Linked DNA regions of Sus scrofa: region 2 is linked to region 1. The links are chromatin contacts, called in public HiChIP or PLAC-seq maps. All regions are on one chromosome and are shown on one strand. The core of a region is the stretch at or near the end of the contact, and the rest is flanking DNA. Distances in the headings are between cores, read along the strand shown.

Region 1 (3,494 bases), core at 655-3,154:
TCCCTGACCCAGGAACTTCCGCATGCGTCGGGCATGGCAAAAAAAACCCCCAAACCGTAATTATTAAATTGGGCTCAAGCTTCCTATGGTTTTGGTATCCCCTTTCTAGATCTAAGGTACTAGCAATCAGTACCCCAAGATAGAAACCTGGGACCAAGTCCTGTTAATTTTGTCATGATCATCTCGATTTTGTTTCTTATTCAACATCCTGGGGACTACTTTACTTTGTGCCACCATCACTTCTTGTCCAGATTATTTCCAAAGCCTCCTACCTAGTTTGTTCTACCATCTGTCACTATAGCCTAATCCAGGGATGCATAACCATTTTTGTGCCTTTGGCAGTCTGATGGAAGTTTATGGACTTATTTTCAGAATGCATTAATTTAACTGCATAAAACAAAGTACATAGGATTACAAAAAAAAACCAATCACACTGTGATATAGCTATCAAATTACTTTCTAAACTTTTTTTGGGGGGGGGGACTGTGTCGGTGGCATATGGAAGTTCCCAGGCCAGGGAAGGAATCTGTGCCACAGTAATGATGATGCCAGATACTTAACTGCTAGGCTACCTGGGAACTCCGCTCAAAATAAATATTTTCTAAGGGAGTCCCATTATGGCTCACTGGTAACAAACCCGACCAGCATCTATGAGGACAAGGGTTCAATACCTGGCCTCTCTCAGTGGGTTAAGGATTCAGCATTGCTGTAAGCTGCCGTGCAGGTTGTAGACGCAGCTCAGATCTCGTGTTGCAGGCTGGCAACTGCAACTCTAATTCAACCCCCAGCCTGGGAAGTTCCATATGCCATGGGTTTGGCCCAAAAAAGGCCAAAAAAAAAAAAGACAATTTTTTTTCTAAAAGAAATGTATGCTGTAGCAACATAGAGGATTAACACAGTTCTGTGTTGTAGATCTAAAAGCTACTGTAATTTCAAATTAGTGACTAGTGTATGTATATATGATATTTTAAGACACCTGTATCAACTGCAGTGTGATATAAAACCATCTGATTTGTTGACCAGGTAGTTTGTTGCCTACATTTGTAAATAAAGCGCTACATTTCAGAGTTTGATGAAAACGAAGTTGTGACTTTTTTAAATCCAAGTTCGTGTACTCTGTGAATTCTTTTTTTAACTCTGAATTTTATTATGTTTATAGTTGTACAACGATACACTATGAATTCTAAGCATTGACCCTTGTGGACCCCAAGTTAAAAACCCTTACCTTAACCTGTTGGTGCAAAAAATCTTGAAGTGACAAAGATACACAGAGGTCTCTGCTTTTAAATGCGGAGAAGAGGAGTTCCCGTTGTGGTCAAAGGTAGGTTACAAAGTCAGTCTGGATTTCCTAGCAGTCAAGGAAACGGCTCCGTCCAGAACTTACTTCATTTAAAGCCTTAATTGGTAATACAGTGCTGTATGTGAATTACATCTCAATTAAACTGGGAGGAAAAAAAATCCTTGATTGGCAACCTCTTGCATTGGCTAAAACCCAATGGCTGTCCATAGTTATACGGCCCACCTGGCCAGCCCCCCCCCCCCCCGATAATTCCTCCTTTTCCTCCAACACCCCGGTACCTTCACGCCACCCCCGCCGCTACCCACGGCCACCCCCCCGCCCTTCGGCGCGCTCCCTCCCAACGCAGGACCGAAGTCCCTTGCGCGCGGGCGTGACGTCTGCCCCGCTTCCCTTGGAAATAGCCCTGCCCACTCCGCTCCTCGGCCCTTCGGAAGGGTTTCTGTCACGGCGTTTACCATAGACTGTCTGCCTCACCCATGACACAAAGTCCCTTGGCACACTAACAGGCTCCTGCGGAACCTACTTACGGAAGTGAAGCAAAACGGCTTCCATTTCGCACGAACGAGCGCAGTTTCCCACGGCCCCAGGGGAGCACGCTCAGGGAGGGGCCTCCAGGGGGCGGTGGTCGCGCACGGCGTCACCTCCCTAAGCCCCGCCCCCTACGGCGCCTTCTAAACGCGTCCTTCCGTCTGCTTCCTTCTCTCTGCTCTTCTCCGCCGTCCTGTGTGCGGTTGAATTAGTTCCTCGCCATGGTAAGTCCATCCGTTGCCATCGGCTCCGGGGTAGCTTCAGGAGACCTGAGGTCTCTGCGAGCTCGCTGGCGCTGCGGGTTGCGTCGAGGTGCGGGACCGTTTTTAAAGCTTTTCCTATGTGAGATCGAGTTTGGCCACCGCTTCAGTCCGCGGGCTCCAGTCCGCGGGCCTAGCGGGAAGCGAGCGAGCGTGCGAGATGGGGAGGGGCCGGCTGCGCTGGCGCCGCGTGGTCCGAGGGGGCGCTCTCTGCTTTTGGCTGCTGCTCAGGCGGACAAGGATTCCTGTTTTTCCTACACCGAACTGTCTTTGTGGGACAAGGAGGGCATTGTAGAAATCGCGGCTCGACCTCGGGCTGGCTGCGACGCGGGGGACGTTCCGAGCCTCGAAAAGGGCATGTGGGCTTTTGGTTCTCGAAGACTTTACTTGGGGGCCAGGAGCCTGCCACGTTATGAGATTGACGACTTTTTTAGCCTTTTGTTCAGGGACTTGAGTGTCCTCCCCGTGGAAGCGCCTGGAGCCGGGGGTGGTGTGGTCTGAATCTATATGCTGTTCGGGCGCTCTTCGTAAAATGCTAGTGGCAGATGGTCACTGGGTTTTTCTCTTGATAGTTTTCTGAAAAAATGAGACTGTTTATAAGCTTTTAGGTATGGAGAGGATCGATATCTGGTGCTTTATGTTTTTATTAACAAATTTTACAGCTACTGCAGTGAGCTGGGGGGGAGGGGTGTAGTCTTTTCTTTATAACGACCCCTATTATTATGCAAAAGTGTGTTGGGCCACTCGGGCCAGACTTTAGACCAGCACTCAGTGCCATTTTTCCGGATTGTCCTGCAAACTGGGAGAGAGGTGGTTGGGGTTGGGCTTAGATGACCCGGGTTTTTCATGAAAGCCAAAAAATGCAGTGGGAGATTGGGAAAGTCATTCTTAGAATAGTGGCGTTTTACATAGTTAGAATTAATATCCCAAATGCCAGTGGGTTAGAGCAGATCTCCCACATGTCAGGGTGCACTGAGACTGACTTTCAAGTGATTGTGAAAACCGCGTGCTCTAGCCCTAGCCTTGGAGCAGAGATGACCTGGATTTGAATACTAGCTCTGCACATTAATATATTCCGCTTTGGGGCAGCTTACCGACCTCCCTGACTACTGATTATTATTTAAGCAATGGGAATTATGCTATCTACCTTTGGAGAAGTAAGGAACAAAGCAAAGGGCCTGATGGGTTTAGCATGGAGAGAGTTGTTTTTGGTTCAACATTCAAATGTTTGTTGGCGTTAGGGAGTTCCTGGCTTTGAATCTTTTTTTGAGCAAGCTCTGGTATTGCTGTTAAACTGATTGCATTTCCTTCCCAGTCTTCTCACAAGACTTTCAGGATCAAGCGATTCTTGGCCAAGAAGCAAAAGCAGAATCGTCCCATCCCCCAATGGATTCGGATGAAAACTG
Region 2 (3,494 bases), core at 373-2,872, 38 kb before region 1:
GGATCTGGTGTTGCTGTGGCTGTGGTGTAGGCTGGCAGCTGCAGCTCCGATTCGACCCCCTAGCCTGGGAACCTCCATATGTCACAGGTGCTGTCTTAAAAAGCAAACAAAAACAACCAAATGAACAACATAAGACTAGGAGTTCCCGTTGTGGCTCAGCGGATCAGGATCAGGCTCAGCCTGACAAAGTGTCCCAGAGGATGAAGGTTCAATCCCTGGCCCCAATCAGTGAATTAAAGATCTGGCGTTGCCACAAGCTGTGACATAGGTCACAGATGCAGCTCGGATTCTACCCCTAGCCCAGGAACTTCCATGTGCCGCGGGTGTGGCCCTAAAAAGAAAAAAAGAAAAAACATTAGACCAGAGTCCTAAATAAATGCAGACCACTAAACTGTAATTAGTATGGTAACCATGAGTTCTTAAAATTTCTATTTTAACCGGCATCATTTGTTCTTTCCTTCTTTTTTTTTTTGAGACATGACTACTTGTTCCCTTTGGGGACCTTCATGAGAAGAAACAACAGCAGCAGATCACACTTGAAAAATCACAAAACCTGAAAGCAAATACACTTAGACTCTGTACTCCAGAAATGATGTGAAGAACTAGTTAAAGAGAAAAACTACAATCTAATGTGAAAAAGAGGATCTTGGCGCTAAATTCCTAAAGGCTTACATGGGAAAGTGGGGGGATAAATAAACAAATGTCAAGGTAAAAAACCTAGTGAAGGCTAGAAAAAACTGAAAAACGAGAAGCTACCGATAAATGGATGCGAGAAATTCAAATCAAAATCCAGCAAGAAAGGAGACTACACGTCAGAAGGAGCGGGGCCAAGACTAACTGACGCCTCTCTCTGCCTAGGGGTTTGACCTACATTCTTCAATCTCCTACCTTTCCAGTCCCCAATCTCTGCTTTGCCCTCCCGCCCACTCTTCACCCAGCAACCAGCTATCTCTAGCTAAAGTAGAAGATGGTTCGCGTCCGGCTTCATTCCGCAAGCCTCAGCTTTTAGGCTATAAAAGGGGGGGGGGGCGTCCTCTGTATTCCCCACCTCGGAGAGGGGCTGCGGGTCCTAACGGCCTCCCGACCCCACCGCCCAGTTCTTAATGGCAGTTTGTGGGGGGCCGCCGCCAGGCCGGAGAAGCCGCCTTACCTTGCCCCCGTTAGTGAACTTGTGGATGTGAGCAGTGGCCATTCCCGGGATGAACAAGCACGCGGCCATGACGGCGATCCCGGGGAGAATTTCGAACCACATCGCGACGCGGTTACCAAGGCTAAATCCTTCTTCCCAGCCCCTCAAAGGTGACCCGACTTTGATTCCTTCCCCGGAAGCTCGGCGCGGCGCGCGAGTGGGGCGGGGCCGCGTCCGCCTCCGGAGGAAGCGACGGGGCGCGGCAGGGCTCAAGAGTGGTGCGCGCCGGGGCTCTCGAACGCTTGAACTCCCGCAGCCCTTTTTCAACCGGCGATTTTTGTCCCGACTCGCGGCCGAGCGCACGACGTGCAGTGACGTGAAGAAGCCCCGCGCCACCTAGCAGGCCTCAGTCGTTCCGGAGCTCAAGACTCTTAAGATGGCAGAACAACTTTCTCCGGGAAAGACAACGGACCAGGTGTGCACTTTCCTTTTCAAAAAGCCTGGGCGGAAAGGGGCTGCAGGCCGCCGAAAGCGCCCGATCTGCGACCAAGAGTCCGGAGACAGCAGCAGCAGCAGTGACGAAGGCAGCACTGTGGTTCGCCCTGAAAAGAAGCGGGCGACCCACAATCCGATGATACAGAAGACCCGTGGTAGCGGTAAACAGAAGGCGGCTTACGGCGACCTGAGTAGCGAAGAGGAGGAAGAGGAGAACGAGCCCGAGAGCCTTGGCGTGGTCTACAAGTCCACTCGCTCGGCGAAACCCGTTGGGCCAGAGGATATGGGGGCGACTGCTGTGTACGAGCTAGACACAGAGAAGGAGCGTGACGCACAAGCCATCTTTGAGCGCAGCCAGAAGATCCAGGAGGAGCTGAGGGGCAAGGAAGATGACAAGATCTATCGGGGAATCAATAATTATCAGAAATACATGAAGCCCAAGGATACGTCTATGGGCAATGCTTCCTCCGGGATGGTGAGGAAGGGCCCCATCCGAGCTCCCGAGCATCTGCGTGCCACCGTGCGCTGGATTACCAGCCTGACATTTGCAAGGACTACAAGGAGACTGGCTTTTGCGGCTTCGGAGACAGCTGCAAATTCCTCCATGACCGTTCAGATTACAAGCATGGGTGGCAGATCGAACGTGAGCTTGATGAGGGTCGCTATGGTGTCTATGAGGATGAAAACTATGAAGTGGGAAGTGATGAGGAGGAAATACCATTCAAGTGTTTCATCTGTCGCCAGACCTTCCGAAACCCAGTTGTCACCAAATGCAGGCATTATTTCTGCGAGAGCTGTGCACTGCAGCATTTCCGCACCACCCCGCGCTGCTATGTCTGTGACCAGCAGACCAATGGCGTCTTCAATCCAGCGAAAGAATTGATCGCCAAACTGGAGAAGCATCGAGCTGCAGAAGAGGGTGGTGCTTCCGATTTCCCAGAAGACACCGATGAGGGTCCAATTCCCATTACTTAGTTTTCCCATTATTCTCGAATCGCGAAATAAATGTTGTTTTGAAAATCTTAATTCGTGTCCTTCCTTTTTAGGGAAAGTGAGTGAGAGGGAAAAGGCAGGTGGCAAAGTAGGGTTCTGGATAGGTGGCTTGTACAGGCATCAAGGTAGGTGTAATCTGGGTTTTTACCTGGTATAAATGCTGCCTGTGTGTAAGATACTTTTCAGAACCCTTTGGCATACATTTAGGGCATGGGAGAAATTTGAGAAAAGAGAATTTGCTTGAAGTAACCAAAGCTGTGATGAAAGTAAGAACTGAGCCAAGTGCTTATATCATATTTCTGCATCACTTAATAGTTTACAAAAATACGTTCATGCATTAATTCTTTTGGGAGCCCATACTACTTCAAAATACACCCCAGCGGAGGTGTGTGTGTTGGGGGGGTGTTGGAGGAGCAGTGAGAGTAGGAGGATTGTGTTGGGGGACTGGTAGCTAGCCTCATGGGATGTGTGTATGTGTGTGGGAAATGCTCCTTGCTGTCTTTGAAGCACCTATAGGTAACCCCCCTTCCATGGATGATGGAAATGGTCTATGCTCTGCTCTGCTGTCCAGTATGATAGCCACTAGCTTCATGTGACTGTTGAGTAACACTGATAGCCACTGTTTTGGACATGCAGTTCTAGACTGACCTTGCTGACCTGCAGAAGACAAAAACCCAATATTTTACTATCCATTGTCTGAAACTGTGTTCTCACAGACCCTGTCATAGAGCTGATCACGCCCCATTAACCTGTGTACCTGTGTTCCCAGGTCACTGAGAACTGCTTGGTATATAATAAGCACTTAATAATAAACATGGAGTGTTTTGAAAAGGGAGATCAGAGCCAAAGCCTTGAAGGCAAGCTGAGGGAGCTTTGC

What was found. HiChIP or PLAC-seq counts read pairs in DNA pulled down with a chosen protein or histone mark.
Region 2: an H3K27ac HiChIP or PLAC-seq map of skeletal muscle shows a contact between it and region 1. The contact joins the promoter of NDUFA1 here to the promoter of RPL39 in region 1. A contact is called at or near these places in 1 of 5 promoter capture datasets (liver), 7 of 47 Hi-C or Micro-C datasets (embryonic fibroblasts, epiblast stem cells, heart right ventricle and 3 more) and 2 of 2 datasets of contacts at active chromatin or transcription factors (alveolar macrophages and skeletal muscle).

The regions. Positions count from the first base shown.
Region 1 is chrX:98,179,849-98,183,342 of Sscrofa11.1, reverse strand. RPL39 (60S ribosomal protein L39) reads left to right here and starts at 1,904. Exons shown (of 3, transcript XM_005673863.3): 1 at 1,904-2,052; 2 at 3,404-3,494. The coding sequence starts at 2,050. LOC110257656 (a long non-coding RNA gene) reads right to left here and starts at 1,913. Exons shown (of 2, transcript XR_002340568.1): 1 at 1,828-1,913; 2 at 1-1,415.
Region 2 is chrX:98,217,845-98,221,338 of Sscrofa11.1, reverse strand. It overlaps NDUFA1 (NADH dehydrogenase [ubiquinone] 1 alpha subcomplex subunit 1), which reads right to left and starts at 1,622. Exons shown (of 3, transcript XM_003135339.5): 1 at 1,151-1,622. The coding sequence starts at 1,252. RNF113A (RING finger protein 113A) reads left to right here and starts at 1,408. Exons shown (of 2, transcript XM_003135338.4): 1 at 1,408-2,151; 2 at 2,154-2,650. The coding sequence starts at 1,566. The coding sequence ends at 2,599.